Linked DNA regions of Mus musculus: region 1 is linked to region 2. The links are chromatin contacts, called in public promoter capture Hi-C maps. All regions are on one chromosome and are shown on one strand. The core of a region is the stretch at or near the end of the contact, and the rest is flanking DNA. Distances in the headings are between cores, read along the strand shown. Region 1 holds the start of Car10 (carbonic anhydrase 10). Region 2 has its middle 250 kb from the start of Gm38950.

What was found. Promoter capture Hi-C pulls out the DNA fragments that hold promoters and counts their contacts.
Region 1: a promoter capture Hi-C map of second pharyngeal arch cranial neural crest shows a contact between it and region 2, with 15 times the contacts expected there. The contact joins the promoter of Car10 here to the enhancer-like site in region 2. A contact is called at or near these places in 7 of 39 promoter capture datasets (the 3T3-L1 cell line, hippocampal neurons, liver and 3 more), 2 of 484 Hi-C or Micro-C datasets (cerebellar granule neurons and cortical neurons), 2 of 115 datasets of contacts at active chromatin or transcription factors (embryonic forebrain and stem cell-derived neural progenitor cells) and 1 of 9 other capture datasets (liver).

Annotation. Positions count from the first base shown.
Region 1 is chr11:93,096,368-93,101,948 of GRCm38.p6, forward strand. It overlaps Car10 (carbonic anhydrase 10), which reads left to right and starts at 1,999. Exons shown (of 10, transcript NM_001361708.1): 1 at 1,999-2,355; 2 at 3,279-3,919. The coding sequence starts at 3,859.
Region 2 is chr11:91,308,797-91,314,674 of GRCm38.p6, forward strand. No RefSeq gene overlaps it. Among named protein-coding and RNA genes, the nearest start is that of Gm38950, 250 kb to the right of the region's middle. Within about 2 kb of position 1,280, at least 2 of the 459 cell types and tissues checked have an H3K27ac peak or open chromatin away from gene starts, as enhancers often do. A contact at or near this core is called in second pharyngeal arch cranial neural crest, where this site is marked.

The DNA.
Region 1 (5,581 bases), core at 749-3,248, 1.8 Mb after region 2:
TGTATTGTACAGGGATCTGCTATGGTGGCTCAAATGTGTGCCTTCCAAAATTCATGTTGGAATCGAATCTCCAATGTGCTTATATGAGAGGTAGACCTGTAGAAAAATGATTAGGTCATAAGGATTCTACATTCACGAATGGAAGGATTTACCCTTATAAAACTATCATGGGAAGTGCTTTAAAATATTTTGTCTTTCTGTCTCCTGTTGTATAAGGACATAGAAAGAACCCTTTCTCTCAGTGTGGAATGTCCCAACCTCAGCCCTCTCCCAGCCTCCAGGAGTGTAAAAAATTATTTATAAATTTTGTGGGCTGTGCTATTTTGTGAAAGCATCACAAATGGACCAAGACGGGATGTTAATGATGACTAAGTGAGATAATTCATGCTAGAGACTCATCAATGCCTGGTCTATGGAAATCAATCAATACATTTTTTTAACTAACAAATAATCTCATGAGTTTATTTTTTAAATACATTATAAACAATGATAAATTAAACGTTTACAGTGACAGTGGCAGGTCTAGGCAGGAAAGAAAGGGATGAACTATTATTTACTAGCATTGGTCTTAAGGCAAAATGTACAGGAAGGCACAATCTCTGAGCTCTGTGATAAACACCCATCGTGCTTTTCAGTTTTAAAACCACAACACTGTACTACAATGCTTGATGTATATAAGTCAGTCACTTGATATTTGCATAATCCGTTAATAAATGAATGGTTATGTGGTATAAAACCCAGTCACTTTGCTTGCACATCCAGAGAGAAAGCTCTCCTGCTGTCAGTAAACCAGCTTGGAATCACAGAAGGTAGGTCGCTATCCGTGGTGCTGACCTACGATGGCTCTGTTCACATTTGGCAAACTGCTTTCTTCTCTCTCTGCTCAAAAAAATCCCTTTCATGCAGTCTACTTTCAAGACACGGAGACAAACACTCCCCTCTATGTTTCCCAAATGGGCTAATTCTCACCGTCTCTGATTCTATTAATGTTCTCAAGTCTCAATGTCTTTCCTGCTGAGTCTCAAAGTTCTCTACCTAAAAAGCATGGATTTATTTCATCCGAGCCTCGATTTTTAATGCGTTGGCCACCTGGAGTCCTTGGCTGTCGTCTCAGAGGGGGGAAAAAATTCCCTCGGCCACACCTCCTTCTTAAAGAGTAGGCAAGACTGCCAGCGGTTCTTTTTTAGGATCCCCGGAGGCTGCAGAACCGCACACTCTGGTTTCTGCAGTCAGCTAGCTGCTTTCCTTCCTCTCTCAGCGCCAGCCCCCACACCCCCACTGCTCCCCTCCGGGTCTCATGACGCCCGACTTCCCAGTACAGAGAATCTCTAGACTTCCTAGACTCCATTCAAGAATCCGGGGAGCCCTCTGGTGTAACTACTTTGGCTCTTATGCCGCACCCTTAGATGCCACACAGTCTGGATGTTCGCTGTGTTTGCTGCATCTACTGTGCAGATCAAAAAACATGGTTCTTTCCCACCTTCTTCCTTTCCACTTCTCCACTCTTTCTATGCTTATTAGATCGAGGCTCACAGTGAAACAGCTTCTAAGCATCAGCAATTTAAAAGTACAAAAATATTCCCTGTGGGTTGTGCGTGTGTTTGTTGTGTGTGTCCATCCGCGCTTATGCAAAGCCTCCCAACGTCACACTTGGGTATCCGGACAAGCTTCTCCACAAACCCCAGATCTTTCCAGGGATTCCCTCTGCCCTGCCCTCTTCTTCTTCAGCACCCTTAAAAGAGGTAGGTCTGGGGCTTTCCGCCAGCCACTCCTGCCTTGATAGACGCACACAAATCTGCTGCAGTTTTTCCTTCCCTGTTCACCCCTAGCCCTTTTAGGCGAGCAGTCCGGAGCGCAGGATTTCCTAGCATTTACCCTGCATCCGCACTGCATTCCCAGGCCGCCCTTCCAGGGCTAGACCTTCTGCAGACCCGGCGGCTCCGGCTCCGCCTGGGTGGTGGGTGGTGCTCTCGCCGCCCCCTCCTTCCCCTGGGGCCCGAGAGAGCCGCGCGCTGGGCAAGAGTGCGCGCGCGCCGGCTTGCTGGGGGAAAATCTCCTTCCCTGGAAGCTGCTGAGTGTCGCTGACCGAGAGTATCCCGGGGTCCATCAAAAGCCACCAAAGCGTTTGAGAGCTTTTCTAAAGAAAAACGGTGAAAGAAAAACAAGAAGGGAAACCCGTTTCCCGGGAGGCCTGGGTTTCCGATGGTATCGGATTCTCCCGTAGCTGCTCTGATAGGGATGCGGTTGGCGGCCGCTGGTACCCGGACTTAGAGTGTCCGTTGCGAGAGGAGGGAGGTGAGGGACTTGCGGGCAAGAGTTGCACCTGATCAGGGAATCTGCGAAGAGAACTGTGGGGTAAGTAGCTTTCTTCTGGCATCCGAGCAGGATGGGGGCGGGGGGGGGGGGAAGGAGGGAGCAGGAGAGGGACGAAAAGGAGAGGGCAGGGAATGGATTATGAAAGAAAGAAAGAAAAAAAATCCTTCAAATTCCGCTGCAGAGGGAATGAGCACAGCGCAGTCCTTCCAAGATGAGTCCCGCACGGCTTTTCTGTAGTGAGCGAACAGCCGAGAAGTTCTTTTTAAAGAAAAAAGAAACTCCAAGCTCCTGGAGGGGAAGCGGGGCAGCCGGGCGGGGCGGAGTTCCAAGGCTGGCGCCTAGGGTCCCGGCCGAGGCAGTGGCCTGAAGTGCTGACTCCCAGCTACTGCTCCTTATGTCCTCGCCGCCCTCCCCGGGACGGACTTTTTGCCTCCGCCCCCGGGTGCCTGGCCGCCCCGCTGACGTGGGGACTCCGGGCGGCCGCACGGAAGCTCACCTGGCCGAGCCTTCTCCTTCCCCTCCTCCTCGTGCTCCCGCCCCCACCTGCCCTCCTCCTCTCCAAGTGGGAAGGCGTCGGGATCCGTAGGCGAGGAAATAACGACCCCTGCAGTTGCATTGCGGAAAATCTCGGCGGCGGTGCTAGTTGCGGGCGATGGAAGCGAGGCAATTGCGGGGTCTGGGGAGCCCTGGAAAATAGCAGAAAAGCGGAAAGCGCGCGTGCAACGAGGGGGAGTCAGTGAGACTCCCGACGCACCCCAGTCCTGGGAGCCTAGCCTTGGGCTCGGCGTCCTGGAAGCATCGCCTGAAGCCAGCTTGGAGGCGGCAGGCGGCTCGAGGACTTGGGGAGCAGGGAGGGTCAACGGAGGCAGCTGGTGACCTGTGTTTGCGGGCAATAATCCCCGCTTCTCTTTCTTTCTCTGTGTGCGGTGTCTGCTCCTCTCTCCCCACCCCTCCGGAAGCAGGAGAACTGGCCTGATCAGAGACAGCAGTCACCCTTTGACCATGCCCCGGTGAAGGGGGGCGGACTTCGAGGGCAACTTGTCGCGGACTACCTGGGCTCAGCTAGCCTACGGAAAGAGAGCAAGAGCCCAGAACTCTACAGCTCGGCCCAGCGGGGGGCTGTTGTCTATGTCTTCTTGGGGCGCCCGGCGGATCGGGGTCTCGGTTTTGCAGGAAAAGCCCAGTGCTGTTGGCTTCAGGTGGCTGCCGCCGCCGCCACCGCGGTCGCCGCAAGTGCCATTTCTGCCACTGGTGAGAGGAGCAGAGATACAAGAGAGGGGAGACCTCCGAGGCAACGAGGCATCGGACATGTGTCAGCACATCTGGGGAGTACATCCGAAGAGCCCGAGGGGAGATTTGCCGAAACAATTCAAACTGCGTTATTGATCTTGGGGGTGCCTGTCCCTGGCCGGCTGTCGGGTGGGAGCGCGAGTGTGCGCTCTCTGGAGAGAGTGTGCGTGTGTGTATGTGTGTACCGTGTCGGGCTCCCCCCTTCCCCCCTGTTTTCCCGTCGAGTGATGCACCTGGAATGAGAATCAGAGGATGGAAATAGTCTGGGAGGTGCTTTTTCTTCTTCAAGCCAATTTCATCGTCTGCATATCAGGTACGGGACGTGCTGGGGTTGCTGGCGGGGTGGTGTGTTCTGTGGTGGTGTTTAGAATGTGTGGTTATTATTATTATTATTTTTATTTTTATCGTGTGCAGACTTAGGGCGGGAAGCAAAGAGGTGGCACGGGCCTTTTTCGTTCTGTGGCTTTGCTATCTTATGAATCAAAGACCTTCTAAGCCCAAGGGTGTGTGCACGGGCTTGTGTGTCCATATATGTGTGACTCTGTGTGTGTGTGTGTGTGTGTGTGTGTGTGTGTGTGTGTGTGTGTGTGTGTAGGTGTGTGTAGGTGTGCCGCTATGGGTAGGATCTTTGTAGCGTCCTGGAAGGGAGAAGGGATGGAGACTGAAAATGAGGAGGCAAATGGGTGTTGATTTTCAACTGCTTTCCTGGCTGAGAACTCTGGCGCCGAAATCTGAGCCTTGGTATCCCCCACCCCCAACCCCTGGCTTCCAAAGTTCCCAAACTCAGTGGTTCCTGCTGGCAAAATAGATGCAGAGCCTTGGTTTGGTATCTAGGCGCTTTAAAGTGACTGCAGGAAGATGCGAGACTGGGGAATACCCCCTACCCCTCCATCTACCTTCTCCAGGTGCTGAAGACTGTATCCTGGTGTCTGAAACCCAGTGGCATAGCCCTCCCACCGCAAACACACCTGAAACAATACAGTATTAGAAATGCTGCTTTAGATTAAGGTCTTAATTCCCAGTAGCAAGAATGTGCTGGCTCAGTTGCTGATCACAGGCTACTTGTGCCAGCTTGTGGCTCCCCCCCCCCCCCCCAGGGTGGGTGTTGAGGTGACTAAGGCAGGGTTTGTGCTTGCCTGTATCTTAGTATCCTGTGTTGGGAGGAACTGTCATTTCCAAGATGTATCTTTCTTGGTGCAGGAATATAGGCTTGGAGGGAACTATGTAGACATTTCCCAGTCCTTTGGCTCCTCCCATCGACCAGCACCCACTCCCTTGCACCTGCCATTTAAGCGCTCAGGGTGTAGCCCATTTGCAGTTCTCTCTTCTGCCTGCATTCCCTCTGCAGAATTAGGGACTGAGCCAACTTCCCATGAAGTCTCCATAGGTAGATGAGCAGGAGCCCTGCCTTTTTGAGCAGATATGCTTGGGCAGCTTTGGAGTAGGACAGGTTTCATGCCTCCTCCTTTAGTTTTGCCAGTCCCCACCTCCTAAATCAGATCTGAGTCTGGCTATTAAGACCCCCTTCTGTCTTTTCTTTACTTTGGACCCAGTTCTAGATACTGCTGTTTAATTTCAATCTCCTCCAAAGACAGAATGGGACTCTGTTTATGTGAAATCATGTTTGGAGCTTGGCCACCCTACTAAAACACATGCCATTGTAATACTTTAGAGAGTTATGTCCATATAGTAGACAAGAGAAGTCTGAGGTCATTCCCTTTTACACACAGTGAGAATTCTTACTTTACTGCACACAGTAGGAATTCTTACTCTATTGTACTCTGTCTTCCAGTATATTGAGGTGACTTCTGAGGATTTGTGAGCCCTATGACCAGGGATAGACTGGGTGGCATCTCACAAAACCATATTACACATCTTCTACTGTGTTGCCTCCTTTCTCTTGTTCCATATCATTCCACTCCCTAGAAAATATACTTTTACTGCCTCTCTCTGGTGTCATAATCATTTTCAGAAG
Region 2 (5,878 bases), core at 30-2,529:
ACAATGCTCAAAACTCAAGGTTTTAAACAATGCCTGTTAGATTTTTATGGACAGTAAAGTAAAATATTGAGTGTGACCCTTAAATCTACAACCAACCAAAGTTTCAAAGACTACAGGCAGCTCCAGATTAAAGCTGCTTAATATATAGCGAAGAGCAGAAGTGCTTGTGTTTATGAGAGTTATATACTCTTTTATTCATTGAATTATTTGTTGTCTTAAAAATATCATCTATAATGAGATTTTTCTTTGCTTATTTGTGTCATAAACACCATTACAACTTATCCTTTAGTGCTATGATTGATTTTGTCTGTTAAGAATAGATTGTGGCTGATGAGATAGCTCAGTGGTTAAGGGTGGTTTGTTCCTGCTCTTATAGAGACCTGGATCCAGTTCTTATACATATAACTAACTATAACTCCAGTTCCTATGGATGGGATGCCTCCTTCTGTCTTCTCCACACATCTGCACTCACCCATGACTAACTGTAACTCCAGCTCCTGGGGAAGAGATTCCTACTTATGTCCTCTCCACGTATCTGCACTTGTGCCTATCACCCCAATCTCCTGAAAATCCACAATTACTTAATATAACTTTAAAAATAGAGTTAATTAACCTATTAGTCAATAAGTAACCTATGTATGAAGATGAAGCATTAAAGAATCAAATGTAAAAACCACGAGGAAAGTGAAAAGAACACACTTCAAGATGTGTTTATATTTGTTAAACATTTTATGGATTATCTTTTAAGAAATGTTCATCTTCTTGGATTTTTTTATTGATAATGCACAACAATTTATGCCATGTATAAGAATTACAAATGCACTTATTTCAAATGTATTTCCAAGAGAGTTTGGTCATACTAATGATACATATAAGAAAACTATCAAATCAATCACAGATTATTTAAAAAGATGGAGAGAGTACCAAATTTTAAGAATGCTTGAAGATTCTGGTAACTCACATGCAAAAGCTTCAGACTTTAGACAGTTTTCACCCAGTATTAAAATGTCAAGGTATTTCAGACATCAGATGACTAGTGTTCAGAACAGACTTATGTCAACCAGTGGAAACAAGTCAGTGCTAGTATTTGCCAAGGTGGGGGTGGGGAATCCTTATTGTAAAGACAAAGAATATACTTTGCTTATGTTCACTGGCATTGATCATATGCTCTAAATGACTTCATGATGTGGTCACCCCCACCCCCTAATGTTGAAAGAGACTACTTGTCCTAGCAGTATGAAGCCTCCTGCTTGGACCTTTCACTCATCAACCTATGACCCTTTGGTTCACACTTAATGGAAAGGTTGACCAGGCTGACTCTGTGAAACAATAAGAGCAAGAGAGCAACTTAACTCCCTGAGGTCGACAGTGAAAATTCACTCTGAAACTCGAGAGAAGAAATTGAAAGGTTCTTGGAAAAAGAAAACAACATTCTTCTAACATTTGAATTTTTTAAAAAAGGCAGAAACAAAGGCAAACTCAGAAAGAAGTGTGGTTCTGTATCTATAATTCTCTTCAGAGCAGAACATGCTGTACGAGGCAGAGAGGAATCTCACACTATGACCGTTAGCATGTTATTGTTTGCCGAACTGTCCTATGGAGCTTGTCATATTGTGACAGATTTTATTACAGACTGAACAATAATTCTGTCAATAAGAAAAGGAAAAAACCAGAACCAAGGAAAGTTGGCTGTTTCTGCATGCATCTTTCACTTGAACAGCAGTTTGTTTACAAAGTGCTTTGACATAAAATGTTACAGCTCTTTACCCTGCCAGGAGCCTTCAATAGCATTTCTTGTGCCCAAACACAAATGTGACTGTGCTCAAAAAGCCACAGATCTGAGGATCTTCTTATCCCAGCTATGTTATTAAGATATACACACACACACACACACATACATATGTATATGTATATATTTAATTGCTACTTTCTATTCATTATGTAGAATTATTTTGTCAGAAGTCAAACTATGTTTAGGTGGGACGGCATTATGAGATTTTAGTAAGGAAGCAACATAATATAATTCAGAGAGCCAACAGCATGTGGGATGCTCTTAATGGGCTGGGGGGGGGGCGCAGAATGGTGAAATGAATTTCTAGAACTCCTAGAACAGTATCTCTGATTCATGATGGGCGAAGTGAAGGAATGGATGAATCAATACAGTGACATTCTGATACTGAGTCAGTGCTCTGATTTCTACCGTATGTCTTGGATTTAGGTAACCTTTATTTTTTTCCCCCATAGAATGTTAGTGTGGACCTTTATAGGTCAAGGTATTACCTTAACTTTTGCTTAGTATTTCTCCACGTTGCTTTCTATCAGCTAAGATCCTTTGCTGCCAAGCTCAGCTCAGCTTTCCTTATGTGATTCTGTAGCACAGCCAGAGCCCTCTGCTTCCGCCTTCTGGGAGAAATAACATCTTCATCTGATTTGTTTGGAAACGTAAAGATAAGATAACAGACCACGCTGGAGGAATGGCAAGATGGAAATCTTATGTCTCTGAAGAAACTAGACAAGAAACGGTAGCATGGAATGAACTAGGGTAGGTACTGATGATGCAGAGCATGAAAATGAGCAGTTTTAGATGACCGAAGGAGATACAGGTCATGGGCTGGACCATAGAGTCCTGGAAGAGAACTACTACGAATAAGTTGGTTATGGGTAGAAGAAAGTATGTTTGGCTTGGAAGGATCTCCAAGAAAAGCCAGAAACTAATCATGCAAAACTGTGACTGATTCTACATGATTCTACAAGATCAAACAGCCTCTTCTGAGAAGAGGTTGAGAGCATTTCACTATTCCCAACTTTCTCCCCAAAGTTGCTGGAGTTTCTGCCATCTATTCAAAAAGCAGGCTGGTAGTTACAAAGCTGGACCAGCTAGTTTGCACCTGAAATCCCAACTCCTGGGATTGAGGCAGGAGAATTGTAGTCAATTTGAGGGGACAACTTTGAGATACAGTGAGCTCCAGGTAGGGCAAAATGAGACACTGTCTTAAAATCAGTAAGTAAATAAATAAACACGCAAAACTTTCCGATTTCAAGGTTACATTTAAAATCCCACTTAGAGTGGATTAACTTCCATTTAGCTTTTTACAATTTAAATTTGAATTATATAATTTCCCCCTTTTCTTCTCTTTCCTCCAACCTGTTCTATATTTCTCATCCCATAACTCTCTCGTAATCATGAATAAATGGTCTGGACACTCTTTTAAATTTTTGTTCTATCTATATCTATCTATCTATCTATCTATCTATCTATCTATCTATCTATCTAATTTGTGTGTATATAATTACAGGGGGCTTTTACTTGGGGAAACTATTTTCCTTTGTTGTTTCTAACTCCTTTGTAACTCGGGGACGCAGGGAGGTTAGGAACCCTGTAATAGTTCATATATATATATATATACACATATATATATATGTGTGTGTGTGTGTGTGTGTGTGTGTGTGTGTCTTAAAGTCATAAGAATAGTACAACCATATCTCTAACAAGACTGTACTGTAATTACATGTATTAGACGACCCAGAGCCATTGGTATTACACTGTGATATTGTCACTTAGGAAGATGAAATAAGGTCCTACATAGGGAATTTCCTAACTCTACAAAAGTACATTTCTTCAAGAACCACTCAAAAGTCTCCCTGGAAGCATTATCAGAATACCTAAGAAAGTCTTATCTCTCTGTATTTGGGACAGCTTTTCCTAAATGCTTTTGAATATGTCGTGGAGACAGTTAACCATAATGCACTTCCCTTTTGCTAATTCTTTTGTCAGAACCCCCTTCCTGATTAGACAGTCTCCTGTTCTTTCCTTATTGACTGTCACTTTTTTAGCTGTTACATCACCACTCAGTGTTATACTAATCTTGATTAGTGTGGTGTGCTTTAACAGTATTTGTGTAAATGCTACCAACAATGAAATTATTTCATCAATCCATTCTAGGCCATTTTTGGAACTGCATGTTGTAGGGAAAACACAGCTGGGTTGGGAATCCAGATTAGCTAGGATCTAGTCTCCTCTAATCTTTTCGAGAGACGGCAACCCCTTTTTCAATGAAGTAAAGAGGGAAAAGTCAGAGCTCTGTGGCCTCCAGAAGGTAGTTGCCCACTCTTTTATTGCAACATAGCACCCAGTAGCAGCTACTCAACTTAAAGGGCTACCATTAAATTTTAGGACACCAAGTATTTAGTATTGCCACTGAAACACTTTAAAATCAAATTGAAAGTCAATATCATTGACTTTTCAAAAATCCTCACAGTTTTAGAATAAATGAAATCTGATGCGTTTTAGTTATTGAACAGTTCCTGGTAAAACAGAATCCAAACTATGCTTTTGTTAATATTGGACTTTTACACAAATGAGCTATTTTTTAAAACCATAGCATCAGAACATTAGTGTGTCATCTATGGAGCCGTTCAAATCATCAGGGAGATTTCTAGAATTGCGTCAGAAGGCTACCATCAAATAACTCATGTGGCCCTACAAGCTAATTTTGATTGACTCACCCAGGTTGCACATTCATATATAATTACACAGCATGTGTGAAATTATAGTACATAAGGCTATAATCTTTATGTACTATTTACTTTTCCTAACTGCCACTAGGGTATTGTCTAATATGCCTGGCTCATTTCATAATTATAGCAGAAAGTGAATATTATTAATTAAGCAAGAGCCATAGCATAGTCATTAATAATTGGTTCACTTTGCAGATTGCAGTGTCAGACAATCAGTGATCAAGATCTTTTCATTATTAACTAGTCCAATAACTGTGATAACCCTACCCATCTTGGCTTCACATTTTCTATTTGCAAACAGTGGAATAATACCTTGGCACGGGATCAGTATAGTGTTTAACCTTTGTTACAAGGTAAATTCCTAGTAATCATTACTTGCTATTTCTGTCAATTGTAGGAGAATGTAGAACCCTGTGATTCTATTTCACTTCAATGACAGTAAGAAGCCATGCCATTGTAAATGGTTGTTTGCAAACATAAATTATGCCTTGATTCTTCAATTCCCAGAAATATGAAGATATCTTTTCATTTTTCATTAGGAAAGGAAAACTATATTGGTGAAAAAGGTTAAGTTCTACACTAGCATGAATATGAATTTCGGCTATATTTTATACACATGGGAAAGCATCACTGCTTAACTCGGTCCATTGCAAATATTTAGAAATCGTTATTGACTTGGTAATAACCAATAACCTTAACGTACATATCATGGTCTCCGAATAATACACCATTAAAAGCAACCGGGCTTCTTTGGAGGTAAAGAAGAATAAATATGAAAGAACTTAGATTAATTAGCAATGACAAGAATGCAGACAGAAAATTATAGGCTGTTGTGAGTGTAATTAAAAGATTTACTAAAGAGCTGAGATGCTATTCAATTGGTAGAATGCTTTCCTTGTATGTGGGAGGTACAGGGTTCAGTGCCCAGCAGTGTATAAATTAGGCATGGTAGCACATACATCATACATGGTGGTATGTATGATCATAGTACATGGGAGGCAGAGACAAGAGTATCAGAACTTCATTATCAGCTACCTTGTGGTTTTGAAGAAAGCCCAGGGAATAGATCTAGTGAGAATTCTAATGGCCATTAACGAGGAAAGAGAGCATAAAGAAGTATAATGAACAGAAAACATAAAATGTATCATATGTTAAAACTTATGAGATCTAAGATAAGAAAAATGGTAGTGGGGTTAGTTGGTAACAATTTGACTTACTACTTAAAAATTGACAAAGTGAAAATATCAACCTTTTTCAACCTGTTAGACTTTTTAAAAATGTTTTTAATCATGTGTGTGTGTGTGTGTGCGTGTGCATATCGGTGTATGTATGCATATGAGTATGACTGACTCTGATGGAC